2 separate regions of the Mus musculus genome follow, and region 2 is linked to region 1. The links are chromatin contacts, called in public promoter capture Hi-C maps. All regions are on one chromosome and are shown on one strand. Each heading gives the region's core, a stretch centred on a gene start, on an enhancer-like site or on the middle of the called end of the contact. The rest is flanking DNA. Distances are from core to core; before and after follow the strand shown.

Region 1 (7,967 bases), core at 2,374-4,873:
GGATAACAAGCTCAGATCACCATGCCTGACTTGTAAATGTGTAGTGTTAGTCAAGAATCGGGTCTCTTCCACAAAGTGGGTCCCGGGATCTAACTAGGTCTTATGCCTTCGTGGCAAGCGCATTTACTTGCTGAGCCCTCTCACCCTTTATGGACTTTTTGTTTGTTTGTAGGGGAGGGCAGGGAAAAAGGGAAGACTGGGTATCCTTATGAACCCCGAGCAACTCCTGGCAATCCTCCAGCCTCAACCCTATGAATGTTTAGGATTATAGATATGAACCCTCCCGGTTTGGGACAGAGGCTTTAAAGACGTGTGAGAATTCTAGGCTCCATTTGGAATCTCCGGCCCCCCGCACCAGGCAACTTGGGAGTCTCCAGACACTTTAAGAGTCTTGGCCAGAATTCGAGCATCTGCAGACCCCGATCGGGCATTTCCGGAACTTCGTCTGGTTCGGCTCGCGGGGCGCAGGAGTAGGGCAGCCTCGTCGTCCGACCATACAAGGAAAAAGGACGCGACGGCAGCCAGCCTAGGCTGGGCGGGCCGCGCCCGGAAGCTGCCCGCGTCAGGGCCCGCGCCCCGCCCCTCTTCGTTTTCCTCCGCTTCTTCCCCTCCTCGCAGCCTCCTCCCTCTCCGCCCTCCTCTTTTCTTTCTTCTTCTCCCCATCTCCTCCCACCCACTGCTGTAGCTCCTCCCCGTTTCCCCTCTGTCTCTTAGCCCCTGAGACTTTTGTTCCGCTTGTTTTTGAAATGAGCTCCCACTGTAGCCCTCCCTGCTAGACCCTTTGCTTCCCTCCTAACTGTATACTCTTAACCTCACTCTTCCTCTCACCCTGCCTCTCTTTCACTCCATTCTGCTGACCTTTGATCTCCTCTCCCAGGAAACTGCCTCCCTTGTGAGACCGAGCTCGGGCCCTGGTATGTAGAACAGGGGTGGGTGAGGGAAACAAACTCAAAATTCCCCGAGGCACCCGGAAGGTAGAGGTAAGAAGCAAGCACTGGACATTGAGAGGAAGAAACGGAGGGACACTAGAAAACAGAAGCACACAGCTACTACCCTGGCACTGGTGCCTTTTAAAAAGTCTCTCGGGGGCTGGAGAGATGGCTCAGTGGTTAAGAGCACTGACTGCTCTTCCAGAGGTCCCGAGTTCAATTCCCAGTAACCACATGGTGGCTCACAACCACAGCAATGGGAATCTGATGTGTCTGAGGACAGTGACAGTATACTCATAAACAAAATAAAGAAAAAAAAGAATAATTAAAAAAAAAGTCTCTCGTTAGCCGGTCGTGGTGGCGCGCTTGGGAGGCAGAGGCAAGCAAATTTCTGAGTTCCAGGCCAGACTGAGTTCCAGGACTGCCAAGGCTACACAGAGAAACCCTGTCTCGAAAACTTAAAAAAAAAAAAAAAAGTCTCATGTTCCACGTGCACACACACACACACACACACACACACCACACACACACACACACTCACTCACTCACTCACTCACCATGGGCTGGGGGTGTAGCTAAGTACAGAGTGCCTGCTCAGCGTCTGCAAAACCCTGGTCTAGCCCGGCAGTAGTGACCTTTAATCCCAGCACTTGGGAGGCAGAGGCAGGCAGATTTCTGAGTTCGAGGCCAGCCTGGTCTATAGAGTGAGTTCCAGGACAGCCAGGGCTCAGGGCTATACAGAGAAACCCTGTCTCAAAAAACCAAGAACAAACAAACAAACAAAAAACCCACCACCAACAACAAAAAAATCCTGGTCTAAGTATATAACCTCTCCAGGTCCTGGACAGATGGCTGAGAGATTAAGAGAATGGGCTTGCTTCTCTTGCAAAGAACCCACATGACAGGTGACAACTCCAATTTCACAGGATCCAGAGTCCTCTCCTGGCCTCCTTGGACACTAGGAATGCTGTGACACCAGCCCCTTAGACCTGCTCCGGAGACACAGCCAAGACTACAGCTCACTCCAGCCTCCAGGGCCCTCTCATCGAAAGCCCACCTTACTAGTATCCAGTTCTAAAAGGACCTGTGTAGTAAGTTGCTCCCGGAAGCTTGTTAGAACACCAGAGGCAAATCACAAAGGTCAAAATCCTCACCACAGCCAACAGCCTGCATCTCCACACCCCCACCTCTTCTCACCTGCTCCACGAACACACCCATCTTCAGCCTTAGAGTGTTATCTGGAACATCTCTCTGGTGTTCCCATGGCTCCTTCCCCTCCTCCAGGTGTCTGTCTGTTCAAAGATCTCCCCTGGGGCCGGAGAGATGGATCAGCAGTTAAGAACACTGGCGGCTCTGACAGAGCACCTGGTTTGATTCCCTGCACCATAACCCTCTGAAACTGCAGTTCCAGGGGATCTGCCGCCCTCCTCCAGTCTCTTTGGACACCAAGCATGAACATGGTACACAGACACACTTGCAGGCCAAACACCCATACACATAAAATAAAAACAGTCCATCCATGACAGCTATGATAATCTGCATCCCACCCTACTTATCCATACTTATCAGTAGCTAATCTAACGATACAGTTACACTCCCAGATGGTGAGGGAGCCAGGAGTTTAGGCCAGTCTGGGTAACATAGGGAAAGTCAAATTTTAAAAAAAAGTACTTAATTCGTAGACTTTCAGTACTCAGTCTCCTTAGTAAAAAGTCAAGTCCTCAGAGACAGAGGATACAGTTCCTAGTGAGTGGTCAGTAAAAAAAAAAAAAAAAAAAAAAAAAATCTGTTCAGAAACCTGTAGAAGACAAATATCCATAAAGAGTGTGTTGTAAGCATCCATCCATCCCTGGGATCTGAGATTTGGATTTTATCTGACGCCCAGGCCATCTAATAAGAGACGTTATTGCCCTCTGGCGACCAGAATAGAAACTGCAACTTTGGGACTGTTCCACAGACCATTGCAAAAAATTCACAAAGAAATGTTCATTCTTCAAAAATTCTGTAGTTTCCGGGTACAGTGACGCACGTCTTTAATACCAGTACTAGGGAGGCAGAGGCAGAGGCAGAGGCAGTGGCAGGCGCTCTCTGTGAGTTCGAGGCCAGCCCGGTCTACATAATGACTTCCAGACCAGCCAGAGAGTTACATGGTGAGACCCTGTCTCAAACAAGCCAAAACATTTGATTGAAATTATAAAATGTGAAGACTTCTAAACTGATGAGAGAACACCAGAAAAGAGGTAGATGAGTTAAAAAAAGAAGTGCTCCAGGTGAGGATCGAACTCACAACCTCGGCATCGCTTACGCCTAGCACTGACATATAAGTACCGCGCGCTAACCGATTGCGCCACTGGAGCTCCGGCCGCACCCTCGCGCCACAAAGTCCTTCAGTCAGTTGTAGTCGCAGGACTTTGTTGAACGGCTCGGCCCAACATTGCATATGCAAATATAAAGCCCGCCGATCGACCAATAAGAACAAGAGTGTGAGACTATTCCAGATTCTCACGCCTCCTGGGCCCTTGCTGTAAAAGGTAAAAAGTCCTCCCGGCTCTAGGCTCTTGGAATGTGGGCGGTGACTCGCCGTTGGAACCGCTTGCTTGCAATTATTCAGAGTAGGGGGCGGGGATTTTAAAAGCCTTTACGGGAGGGCGTGCCGGAAGGCGGCCCCTCCCCCCAGCAGGCGGGAACAGGATGTGAGCCGCGGCGGCGGCAAAGGGGAGGAGAAGCCTTGGGCGGCCGCCCCCCGCCCCACATCTGGGACCCGACTCTCCCCGCCCCAGATGCGGCGTTGCCGCTGCCCCCAGAGCCCCAGGACACTCATCCCGGAGCCCGAGGCGTTCATAGTCTTGGGCCCAGGCGTCCGGGAACTCTGTCCCGCGTTTTAAGAGACCCGCAAGTCCCGGCTCCCGCAGAGGGGCCGGGACCTCTGATGTCCAGCGCCCCCTCCTGGAGGAGCCCGGGGCTCGGGAAGTCAGCCCCGAGGCTGGAGGCCCGTCCCGTACCCGGCTTCGAAGACCGTAGGATCTGTGGCCGTGCATCCTTCCCACGGGGTCCCAACTCTGAGTCCAAGACCCCCTCCTGGAGCCACTTGGGGACAGGACCTCGCGCCTCGACTTAGGGCTGCAGCATCCATCACCTCCAGGAGACCGAGGAGTTAGCCAGTCCTTGCGGTCCCTCCCGGAGGTGACTTCACTCCTGCCCCTCGGGTTCTGGAAACTCTGGAATCCCGGTGCTCCCGACAACACACAGCCCTACCTAGAAGACTGAGGAGTTTGGGTCCCCAGCGCCCTGGTCTGAGACTCGAGTAGAGGGTTGCAGCATCTTCTATTTAGAACACCGAGACTTCGGACTCCGGATCCCAACTCTCCCCGGATTCTGGAGTCCGAGAACCCCAAGTTCACGACCTTAAGTCTGGGTTGTGAGCCTCCCCAGGGATCGCGCGTTACGGTCCAGACGCGCGGGACTCCCGACCCCAAGGCCCGTGGCTCCCCGGGAGGTGAGGGGAGCGAGGGGCCCGGGGCTGGGGGAGGGGGCGGCGCCGAAGCGGAACAATGAGGGGGCGTGCCGGCGGGGGGTAGCGGAGGCGCCGGCTGGAGTTGGGGGCTGCAACTGCACAGGGGAGAATCCAACGGTGGGGACCGCGGTTGGGGCGCCGAGGGACCGACTGGAGCTGGGTGGAGGACTCGGGGCCAGCGCCCCAGTACGCCGTCTTGGGCGGGGTAAGGAACAGTCTGTAGGACCCTGGCATCCGGTCCCCCAGCCTCCGCCCTCCCCTGGGACCCCGCGGCCTCTCCCGCCCACGGTTTTTCCCAGCCCTGCCCCTCGCCCTCAGCTTCAGCCTGAGCCTGAGAGTTCCCAGGATCCCTGAGCCTTGGGAGGGGGGCCCCCAGACAGATGGGACTTGCAGACTCAGGCACTTTTGCTGTCTTCGTTCTTTGTCTCAACCTTTTTCCATCTTTGGCTTGTATTCTCAGCCCCTTCTTCCTGTCACTTTGTATCTTCTTGGGGCCCCTCCTTGAGTTTAGATCAGCTTCCAGCACCCTATCTGTGAGTAGGAGCGGCCGAGAGACCGGTGAAGTCTAGTTCCCAAGAAGTGGGTCTCTTCTGTAGGTCGGAGTTGTGCCACTCAATCATGCCCGAGGGAGCCCGGGGATTGAGCCTGCCCAAACCCAGCCTTAGGCTCGGGTGTGGCCACCAAGGTGAAGTTTGCGACTGCGCAGCAGTGAGTGACACTCCAACAGGTGAGCAGCCCAGACAGGTGGAGCCTGTGGGCATTTGTCCCTTCCTTCAGGACAATGAGCATCCCTCTATAGCTGGCCTAGTGCTGAGCATGGCCAACATAGCCCAGCCCTGTCACCACGGAGGAGACTGCTAAGCTGAGAATTCAGGAGAAAGGAGTTGGACTCAAAGAAGAATTCTGCATGCAGGGAGCAGTATGTGCAGAGGCTCACAGCTGCACCTTTAAGTAACTGGACAAAGTTGAGTGTGAAGAGGTGGGGGGCTGTTGAGAGCTGAGTGGTGGAAAGGGAACTGGGTGAAGGGTTCTACCATGGCTGCATTAGATGGGGCCCCGTGCGTGTGAGGAATTTGGACTTGAACATAAAGGGCCTGTGCTTATGTGAGTGACAAGGTCAGTTGGGCAGATTCACAACGATAGGTGTGGTTGATGGAAGATGTGAATAAAAGCACTGGAGGTTTAGGTCCCAGAGAGGAAGGAGCATTGATAGGTACTGAATCAGACTGGAGAAGTAGAGGAGTGGAGCAGAGACCTGTGGGGACTGTCACCTGAGTGTGGGTGACCATGGGGACCGTAAGACCGTGTGTCTGGGAAGCCCTGACCACTTGCTCCCTACCTCAGCAGCGCAGGCAGCCACCACCATGGCTTCTCCAAGGGGTTCTGGCAGCTCCACTTCGTTGAGCACTGTGGGCTCCGAGGGGGACCCATCTCCAGCCTGCTCAGCCTCCAGGCCAGAGCCCCTACCGGAGCCCCCCATACGCCTGCACCTGTTGCCTGTGGGAATCCAGGGTTCGGTGAAACCCTCCAGGCTGGAACGAGTGGCCAGGGAGATTGTGGAGACAGAGCGGGCGTATGTTCGCGACCTTCGCAGCATCGTGGAGGTGAGGTGGGCAGGTACCTGAAGACAGTGGGGACCCAAGCCAGGCCCTCGGCTTCTGTAACCAGTCATCCCCACAGGACTACCTAGGCCCTCTGATGGATGGCAGGGCCCTGGGGCTGAACATGGAGCAGGTGGGCACACTGTTTGCCAACATCGAGGACATCTATGAGTTTAGCAGGTGAGGGACAGGAAGGGGACCACAAGGGGACTGGCTGCTGTGGCAGGGGAGGGGCTGTGGCCTAACACTAGCCTGAGTGCCTCTTAGTCAGTGGCCTTGTGTGGGCTGGCATGGGAAGTGTGGTGACATGATGGGGACAGTGAGGACCTAGCGTGGGAAGAAGTATAGAACCATACAGATGCCATGTTGGGCTCTCAGACCTCCAGTCTGAATGTCCAGTCCCAAATTACTACTGCACTTCTGTGAGCCTAGGACACCCTGAGCTCTGGACAAACCTAGTTGGTTGTTTGCCCTAGTGAAGAAGACACTGGGGCCCAAGTGTAGCATCTCAGAATCCCAAGAGAAGCTCTTTTAGGGGGAATGGAGCTGTCAAGACATGGTCTTTCTGTGTAGCCCTGGCTGCCCTAGAACTCACTCTGTGCACCAGGCTGGCCTCAGACTCAAGAGATCTGCCTGCCTCTGCTTTCTGTTATGCTGGGATTAAAGGTGTGCGCCACCAACCACCCAGTAAAAGAGAAGCTTTTTAAATTTGTCTTATTATTTGAGACAAACAGAGCCTCTCCTAACAAGGCTTGGAGTTTGCTCGGTGGATGAAGATACAGAGCTCATTATCCTGCCCTCACTTCTCCAGTGCTGGAATTACGGGCATGTACGACCACACCTAGGGTCTCCTGGTGTGGTTCAAGCTGGCCTCAAAATTGAGATCCTCCTGCCTCAGCGTCCAGAGCTATGTCTTCAGCTCTTCTCTGTTGTTGTTGTTGTTGTTGCTGTTGCTGCTGCTGCTGCTGCTGCTGCTGCTGCTGCTGCTTTAAGACCAGAATCTCACTAAGTAGCCCACAGTGATCTTGAACTCTCTGTCCCCCTTCCTTGCCTCCCAAATAGCTGAGATCACAGGATAGTGCCACCACTCCCTGGCTTACAACACATTCTAAGCTGCCTAAGTTAGTTGGGCATTACCAACACCCCCTTTCCCAGGGCTGTGGTGTCACTCCCTAGGTCACGACATGCCAGCCATGCCAGGGTTATCAGGCTGAATAGTACGAAGCCGTGAGGAGGCAGAATTTCTGGGGTAGCCATCTGAGGCTCCTTCCTACCTGTCTGTTGCCCTCTGGAGTCTTGTCATGGGACAGGGGGGCAGGCAAGCCCTTTACCTTCCCCTTTGCCCGCCCACAGTGAGCTCCTGGAGGACTTGGAAGGCTGCAGCAGTGCAGGGGGCATCGCCGAGTGCTTCGTGCAAAGAGTGAGTAGGACAGCTTGAGGCTGGGGGACGGACGCTGGGCCGGGATTCATGGGGCCATGGGGATCTAGGTGGTGCTGACTCCCATGTCCCCACAGAGCGAAGATTTTGACATCTATACATTGTACTGCATGAACTACCCAAGGTGAGGCAAAGGGAGTCCCTGTTTGGCCCCCGGGTATTCCCACGAGCCAATGTGCCAAACCACTACCCCCTACCCTTTACCGCCCCCAACCCTGTGCCCAGGGGCAGCCCCTTCTAGACCTTGATAGTCACTGGCCTCCTTAACTACCCTGACCTGATCATCCCTGACCCTGGCCACCTCCTCCCAGCCCTGCCTGCTGGAGTGCCAGCCACCACTGATCTATGCTGTGCCCCCCAGCTCCCTGGCCCTGCTCCGAGAGCTGTCAGTGTCCCCGCCAGCCACTCTGTGGCTACAGGAGCGTCAGGCCCAGCTCCGTCACTCCCTGCCTCTGCAGAGCTTCTTGCTGAAGCCTGTTCAGCGC
Region 2 (7,967 bases), core at 2,451-4,950, 2.2 Mb before region 1:
GCCATCTCACCCTGGCCTGTGGCTCCCTAGTCTCAGTATCTCACTCCTACCTTCCTGTCCATGGTGAATGTGGGCATGTAGTGGGGCAGGAGTCTGCCTTCACCCCTCCTGCCTACCCAGCCATTGCCTCCTTCCTCCTTCCCTGGGGACCCAGGATGTAGATATTGTACAAAGGTTTCTAAATCCCTTCTTTTCTATGCACTTTTTTATTTAAGAGGGCGGGGTCCCAGGTGGGAATCCCCCCACAATAAAGTCTGTCAGCGTTTGGAGAGGTGGTCTTTCCGTGCCTTATTACTGTGGTTGTTGTGTTTATGTGCGTACTGTTGTGCATGTGCTGTCTCATGCCCATAGAGGGCAGGGGCAATTCCAGGAGTCAGTTCTAGAAAGCTAATTGAGGTCTGCAAGCTGTGTGTTAAGTGATTTTGCCCAATGAACCATGTTGTCAACCCTTGTTGTTTGATCTGTATGGTGCTGGAGGCAGGTGGAAGGAAGCTCCCACTTTCTATAACCTCTGTAATCAAGGAAGCACTAATGAAACCAGATTGGGTGGGGCAGGGCCAGGACTGTTGACATATTTGCATATCATGTATTAGATCCACAGCACACAAACTGACAAAGTGATGCACACTTGGTAGGTAAAGGCAGGAAGATCCAGGTTCTAGATCCTAGGAGTTCAAAGTCATTTTTAGTTTCACCTGGGGTTCAAGGCCAGCCTGCGCTACATGAAATCCAGCCTCAAAAGTCAGGGTCTGTGAAGGCATCAGAGCAAGTGTGCTAGTTTCCACCTTCCTGGACAGCTGAGGGCAGACAGGTGAGTGATTCCAGGAGTGGCCAGGTAACATGGTCCTGTTTATTCTGGAATGGACCCTTTATGGGAGAGGATGTCTGTTGACTTGAAGCTCGATCAAGATTGTACATGAAGGGGGCTGGTGAGATGGCTCAGTGGGTAAGAGCACCCGACTGCTCTTCCGAAGGTCCAGAGTTCAAATCCCAGCAACCACATGGTGGCTCACAACCATCTGTAACAAGATCTGACTCCCTCTTCTGGTGTGTCTGAAGACAGCTACAGTGTACTTACATATAATAAATAAATCTTTAAAAAAAAAAAAAAAAAAAAAAAAAAGATTGTACATGAAGAAGACCCCTTTAATGAGGACAGGCAGATACTGGCTTCAAGGGAAACTTTATTGATGGAGTAGTAAGCCCCAGCAAACTCTGACTCAGCCAAGTTTAGATAGCACCTGCAGAGCATCTGTGCGACCTAGCTGAGCCAAATATGTGCCGAATTGACCCAGAGTAGCAGAAGGCTCCCTTGCCACAACCATCTCAATCAGGGCCCGCAGGGGTGAGCGACTGGGCCGAAGTGAGTAGGCGAAGGTAGACCAGGTGGCAGGCAGCCCGTATCTTGCAGCCAGGTGTCGTGTGGTACCATAAGCCGTGCTCCCGCTCGGCCCAGGCTCAGGGTCCAATAGCATAATCAGCTCCTCCAGAACTTCCAGCTCATCCAGCAGGAGGGAGAGGGGCTGAGAGGCCAGACCCTGAAGCTCTGCAAGGCCAGGGAGGTGAGAGTAGGAAGAGGAAGCTTGGAGGCTACCCTCCCTCCCGGCAGGGCTGTCTTATACTAACCCCAGCTTGAGAGCTGCAGCAGATTAGCTTTCCCTCTGTTTCTACTTTCCAATACCTCCAGGGTACCTGGGCAGGGCCAGTAATGTAGAGAGGTGCTGGGATCTCCAAAAGCTGAGCTGGAACCAGGACGGGAACGGACTTTTCTCTTGAACAAAGAGAGCAAGACCACTGCCAATATCAGAAGCAGCACCAGCAACAGTGGCAACACTGCCAGAGGCAGCACTGAGGCTGAGACAAAACCTGGTCGGCTGGAGACCTCATTCTTGGTTGTCTGCCCAAGGCTCCACCTCCCAGGTGAGCTAGAGGCACCTGCGTCTTCAGGTTTAAGAGGACAGACATCCTTGGGAGGGACGGGCTTCTGGGAACAGAGGTTTGAGAGTGAAACAAGAGGACCCTTTAGCCCAAGCCTCCCATCCCTTAGGTCCCTAAATGGAGCTCCCTCTCCTCTCCCTGCCTCATCCCCCCCTTTCAGGCACTCCACTTGGGGTGAGGCTCCCCCTCTGACCCAAGCTTTACCCATGGAACCACAGGCAAGCCCTGACTCATACCCCAGGAGTCTAGCACCTTTCTACACTGCTTGTGGGTTCTACCAGGGCTCTCCACGTGAGCTGGGGCTGCGGCGGCTCCGCTGCTACACTGGCTACACAGCTCTGTGCCATTGGGGTTGCAATACCCAGGGGAACACTTTTTGAAAGGATGTGCTACAGTATCGCCGAAGTCATTGAGCCCGCAGTTTTCCGTGAACTCGTGATCTAGTAGGAGACAATGGAGCATAGGCTCTCCCACTAATCCCACTAGACCATCCCTTTTCAAACCCCCATGAGGACCCTACCCCTTCCCCCATCACTCTACCAAGCCCTGCCCTCACTATAAATAAAGCCTACCTAAGTCCATTCTCCCCATGTCCTCCACTCAGAGGTAAAGTTTGCTCTTGGTGTCCCCATTGTAACTGGTCTTTTCTGCACAAGCTTAACCTGTGTCCACCCCCACAGCCTTACCTGCCTAAGACCCAGCACACCTACTCCCCAAAGAAGCCTACTGCAAGGCCGGCAACAACCTTGCCACTTGCTAGCGTCCCTGTTCTCTACACCATCTAGTGCACACCCAGTCACTGCTCACCAGGACATGCAGGAGGCCCAAAGCGTTGCAGGCAGCGGCTGCAGCACCTCTTGTCAGAGTTCCAGTACTCAAGGTGGCCACAGAAGCTAGAGGCTTCCATTGACGCAGCCCGGGTCAGGAGCAGCACTGCCACCGCCACTGTCCAGAGAAGCCAGCTGGGCCCCATCTCAGCAGAGCCTGCAGCTTGAGGGCTGTGACCACTTCCACCCACACTGTTTCTGCAGCACATTCCAGGAAGTCCAAGGCAGAAGAAAGCGGTGGATGTGGGGGTCACAGACTTCCAGAACCTCTTTGGGAGCTGGCGTGTCTCATACCCAACTCCAAGCCCACAAGGCGTATAAAGAACTTGATGTGGATCACCAGATTATTTGTAACCTTACATACCTGCCTTCTCATTTTCATCTCTAAGATGGGGTAATAGAACTTGTCTCACTGGGTGAAGGCGGTGTGTGTGTGTGTGAGAGAGAGAGATAATAAATCTACTTAAAAGATCACAATAGGCGTAGTGTGTACACTTCAATCTCAGCACTTCAAGTACAGGCAGGAGCATCTCTTGGAAACCTGAGGCCAACATGGGCTACATAACAAGTACCAGGCCACCCAGAGCGAGTGAAACTCTGCTTCAGAAACAAAACAAACAAGCCAGACACCACAGTACCTAGCAGAGAGTAAACTTAGTTCAAAGTTTTATAAGTGTTAGGAATTATGTAGTGCCTTCATTTCGGGGTGGTATGGTGGGTTTCAATTACCAGGCCTAACCTACTGTAAACTCTCACCAGTACCTAAGCACCTCTCCTTTTCTAACTTCCATCTCTGTTTGGAATCCTCTGGCCTGTCACAAACAGGCACCTGTCCCTAAAAGGCACCTAGAATGGATAATCTGAGGTTACAGGTATTAAAGCAGCCCCGACTTACCAGTGCAGACCCAGACCCCAAGCTGGCTCCAAGTTCCTCTGCTGAGACTGTGGTTGGCTTACACCCTTTCTTAGGTGTGGGGGTGGAAGGAAACCACAGACCTTGATTGACAAACTTCTTAACCTTTATTGGAGGAGGGACAGGAGGAGGAGGTTCCTGTGTCGAACAGATTATATTATGAAGCTCCGAAGCCTGGGGATGCTGGGACTGGAGAGTGAAGGGCACTTTGAAAAGGGACGCTGGACAGGAACATCTATGCCCTTGGGTGGAGAGCAAGGGCACCCGTCTCAGAAGCGACCATGCCGGTGGTCTGGGGAACGACGTCGGTTCCTTTCTCGGGGACGGTGACCTGTGTGGGACCTTGGAGGTGACCTAAGAATTAGGAAGAGGAGTGGACAGAGATGGGTAGGAATAGTTAAGAGTGGTCAAGATTTTTCCAGGCCTGTCTCTTAGGGACAGGTGGCTGGTAATGTCATCTGAGGATTGGTACTCAGGGACAGGTACCCAAGCTGGGGGTGGATATGGGGTTTACACTGTTTGGGACACTAAGACTAAGGTACTTCTACCCAGGCAAGGCTCAAAACTCTATTTAAAGCACAAGAGCCCACAAGTTAGCATCAGGTTCATCCTAGGGTACAGGAGAACACAGCACCCTGGGTCTGAGGTACCTATGCCTGGGTCCTCGCCCATAGAGCTGCCGGCGCAAGTTCCGAGATATGGGCCGTAGGTGCATAAAGTTGCAGAAGCCACCTCGGGTGCATTCCCTAAAGACAGAGAAGGCCACCATCACTAAGAACTCCCTATCAAACACTCAAGCTTCTGGGACTCTGATGCCCAACCTACTTTTACACTACCTTACCCCATCTCATACTGCCGGCAGCAGGACTCTCGGAAGTCAGTGACAGGAGACAGCTCGGCATGCACAGCCTGCCCGTTGAACCAGCGGTTATTGAGTTCCGCTACAGCCCGCTCTGCATCCTCCTCCCGCCGGAACTGAGGGGAAAGTGGGTGACCATGGGCTGTGGAATTCAAGATCTTCAGGGGACTAGTCAGCTCTGAGGCTGGACTCAACTTATCGATAGTCCTCAGGTTGGGAGGTTTCAGTGGTGGCCATAGGCACTGAAATGTTTCCACTTCTGGGTTCTAAGCAGGGGGCAACAGGCACCTTAACGTAGACATTGCCCACGAGGTGGTCCCCGAGGTTGTCACACACATTCATCTCTTCAATCTCTCCATACTTCTCCTGCAGTTCTGTGAATACCTCCTGCAGAAGATGGGGAGAAGCTCAGCTAAGGTCTGGCACACAGGAAACCCAGTTACCCTGGCAACCCTCACCTCAAAGAAGTTATCATAGTGTTCTTGCACCTCCACGTCGCTCACGTGACCTGGAGGAGGGATGGAGGGTGAAATGAGGGCGTAAACTGCTGGGGCTGTCTGCCCAGTCCCTGAACTATCTAGCCTTTTACTCACAGTGTGATCCATCTGCAGTTTGGGCTGTGTTCTGTGGATTCCGGTACAAGTTGAGCAGGACTATGGTCTGAACAAAATTTAAAAGAGACCTGAGCTCAGACAGAAAGCAGGGCTGCATACAGTGTGAGTATGAAGTTGGGGAGAGAGAGATGTGAGCCAGTAGAGTCAGAGACGCCAAAACTACCTAGCCAGCCAGGGGGCGTGGCCGGTGTTCATGGGAGGCGGGGTCCAGTCCCGGGGAAGAAGGGTCTGTCTACCCAGAGGACCAGGTCAGAAAGCAAAGAGGGGTAGGATTGGCTTTAGAAATCCGGAAGAGGCGGGACCCCGAGATGATGGACAGCAGGTGAAGCGCGGGGAGGCTTGAATCTGGGTCTCACCTGGCTGAAAGTCGGTTTGTTGTGAAGTCGGGAGCACCGGTCCCCGTGCCGGCAGGCTCCAATCTTAAAGTAAAAAGAGCAGTTAACCCTGGAAGAGGTGCAAAGACAGAGGTAAACCGAAGGCCGGGAAGGCCGGGTATCCCACGAACACTGTCCGTCCAGCCCGTAGGGACCCAAGTGCCCCGGCTCCCTGAGAGGCTACTCCCTTCACCATTCTCACTTGTCCTTCTCAGTCCCGAATATCGAAGCTAAATATTCAGCCATTTTTACCCGAACACTCCAACGCGCCTGCTCCTTGCGTCACTTCCGTTGCTTAGGAGCGTTGGGAAGTGTAGTTTCTGCCTGTGGTACTACTGCGCACGCGTGTTAGAGGCCAGCGGACCGTCCTCGACCGTCAAGCGCGTGTTTTTCTGGGAGCGCATGCGTACAACGTAGCGGAGGGGGTGGGGTGCGAGGGGGGCTGGGCAGGAGAAGAAAAAAAAAAGCGACAACAAACTCCACTGAAAACTGCGGCATCTCCCGCAAATCTCCCGCAAAGGAATCCAGGCAGAAGGGATAAACCGCACTGGTGAGTTGAGAGTCGTCTGGTATACCCTAGCTAGATAGGGAACTTCCTCGTCCCACGAGCCTGTTCCGAGGTACCCTTCCTGTAGCCAACGCTCCTCTAATTTATCGTAATAGGGGCGTGGTTGCTCGTGATCTTGCGTCTGTCATTTGGGTCTTGCTCTGCAGACCCTTAGGACCACCGGGCTCCAGCGCAACTATGAACTTGGAGCGGGTATCCAATGAGGAGAAGTTGAACCTGTGCCGGAAGTACTATCTTGGTAAGGCCGGTCCCCTAAGGTTTCGGGGGTAATAGAGGGGATAGGACTAGAGCGCCCAAGGCAAGAGGGCATATGAGCCTGGATTCGTGGGAACACAACTGGGAACGCAGACTCTAGTCCGCGAGAAGGGAGGCTTCAGGAAGGAGGAAACTGAGGTCTCTCAATCACAGTCCCAATGAGCAGGAAGAAAGAATGAGCGAACGCCTGGGAGGAGACAGTCCTTAGATTAGAGCTCGAACCCCACATCCCCTAACAGCAAGGATCTCCAGTTAAACGTGGGAGAGGACCTTCCAAATAGGTTTTCTAAGGTGGAGATTAGGAAAGCTCTTTACTGTCGTTTGACTAAGTGTGGGTTTCTTTTTCCTAGGTGGATTTGCGTTCCTGCCTTTTCTTTGGTTAGTCAACATTTTCTGGTTCTTCAGAGAGGCGTTCCTCGCCCCAGCCTACACAGAGCAGAGCCAAATCAAAGGCTGTGAGTTCTAGGGCACCAGCAAAAAAAAAAAAAAAAAAGACAGTGGGTGGTTGGGTGGTTTGGAAGGGATGATGGAGGCTCCAGAACTCTAGGAGATCTGTGTCAGAGATGAACGGGCTGTCCTGGGTGGGTCCAGCTCCCCCCAGAGCAGCTGGAGGCCAACTCTCTCACCCTTGTTCTTCACTCTAGATGTTTGGCGCTCAGCTGTGGGCTTCCTCTTCTGGGTGATCATTCTCGCCACCTGGATCACCATCTTCCAGATCTACCGGCCCCGCTGGGGCGCTCTTGGGGACTACCTCTCCTTCACCATTCCCCTGGGCACTCCCTAACAACTTCATAAGCTGCTGATCTGTTCTTTCTCCCAGGATGAAGGCTTCTCTGCTCTAGGCTTTCCCTCAGACCCTGAAGACATCTGTTTCTCATTTCCCATCTGCCCCAATAAAGGACCCTAACTTTAAATATTGAGTTCTTGGGATCTTTCGGAGCCAGAAGGATAAAATGATTGCTAACACTCAAAGGCACTTACTGAATGTGTTACATGTTAGGCTTTGTGCTTTTACCCAGTGTATGAATTTTTATTTATTAACTACTGTTCGTACCTTTCTGAAATAAGAACTTTCCTACTTCGGAAAGAAATGACGCTCCCACTTTGAGGGGCCCCTATCTTGCACTAGTAGTTGTGAATTTAAGATTTATTTACTTTATGTATATGAGGACACCAGTGCTCTCTTCAGAGACTCCAGAAGAGGGCATCTGGGTGTCAGCCACCATGTGGTGGCTGGGATTTGAACTCAGGACCCGTAGAAGAGCAGTCAGTGCTCTTACCCGCTGAGCCACCTCTCCAGCCGGGTAGTTGTGGATTTAAAAACACAACTTTCTGAACTGGAGCAGTAGTTTACTGGCAGTGCACTCTGTTAACATTCCTAGCCTGACAAACCAAGCAAGAAAATCACTTTCTTGTTCTAGGCTTTGGTAGTCTCTGCCAAGGAAGAATTCACATTTCTCCCTCTAAGGGAGGTGTCTTATCCAGGAGCTTCCTTAGGACAGCTTCCTTGACTTTCCTATTCTTTATTCTTGTTGTTGTTGTTTTGTTTGTTTTTTTTTTTTTTTTTTTGGTTTTTCGAGACAGGGTTTCTCTGTGTAGCCCTCGCCATCCTGGAACTC

The links. Promoter capture Hi-C pulls out the DNA fragments that hold promoters and counts their contacts.
Region 2: a promoter capture Hi-C map of second pharyngeal arch cranial neural crest shows a contact between it and region 1. The contact joins the promoter of Igflr1 here to the promoter of Plekhg2 in region 1. A contact is called at or near these places in 3 of 39 promoter capture datasets (cranial neural crest, liver and second pharyngeal arch cranial neural crest), 2 of 484 Hi-C or Micro-C datasets (cardiomyocytes and uterus), 5 of 115 datasets of contacts at active chromatin or transcription factors (bone marrow-derived dendritic cells, cardiomyocytes, regulatory T cell precursor and 2 more) and 2 of 9 other capture datasets (adipose tissue and liver).

What each region holds. Positions count from the first base shown.
Region 1 is chr7:28,368,318-28,376,284 of GRCm38.p6, reverse strand. Plekhg2 (pleckstrin homology domain containing, family G (with RhoGef domain) member 2) reads left to right here and starts at 3,623. Exons shown (of 19, transcript NM_138752.2): 1 at 3,623-4,425; 2 at 5,040-5,170; 3 at 5,788-6,047; 4 at 6,124-6,224; 5 at 7,398-7,464; 6 at 7,560-7,606; 7 at 7,844-7,967. The coding sequence starts at 5,062. It overlaps n-TIaat16 (a tRNA gene), which reads right to left and starts at 3,286; the gene lies at 3,192-3,286.
Region 2 is chr7:30,561,160-30,569,126 of GRCm38.p6, reverse strand. It overlaps Igflr1 (IGF-like family receptor 1), which reads right to left and starts at 3,700. Exons shown (of 5, transcript NM_145580.2): 1 at 3,661-3,700; 2 at 2,746-2,963; 3 at 2,191-2,378; 4 at 1,627-1,984; 5 at 1,165-1,546. The coding sequence starts at 2,911. The coding sequence ends at 1,221. U2af1l4 (U2 small nuclear RNA auxiliary factor 1-like 4) reads right to left here and starts at 5,787. Exons shown (of 8, transcript NM_170760.3): 1 at 5,728-5,787; 2 at 5,508-5,595; 3 at 5,131-5,197; 4 at 4,996-5,045; 5 at 4,826-4,924; 6 at 4,520-4,653; 7 at 4,329-4,424; 8 at 3,763-4,032. The coding sequence starts at 5,771. The coding sequence ends at 3,948. It overlaps Psenen (presenilin enhancer gamma secretase subunit), which reads left to right and starts at 5,923. Exons shown (of 4, transcript NM_025498.3): 1 at 5,923-6,075; 2 at 6,189-6,331; 3 at 6,699-6,803; 4 at 6,993-7,262. The coding sequence starts at 6,271. The coding sequence ends at 7,132. It overlaps Kmt2b (lysine (K)-specific methyltransferase 2B), which reads left to right. Exons shown (of 37, transcript NM_029274.2): 37 at 1-272.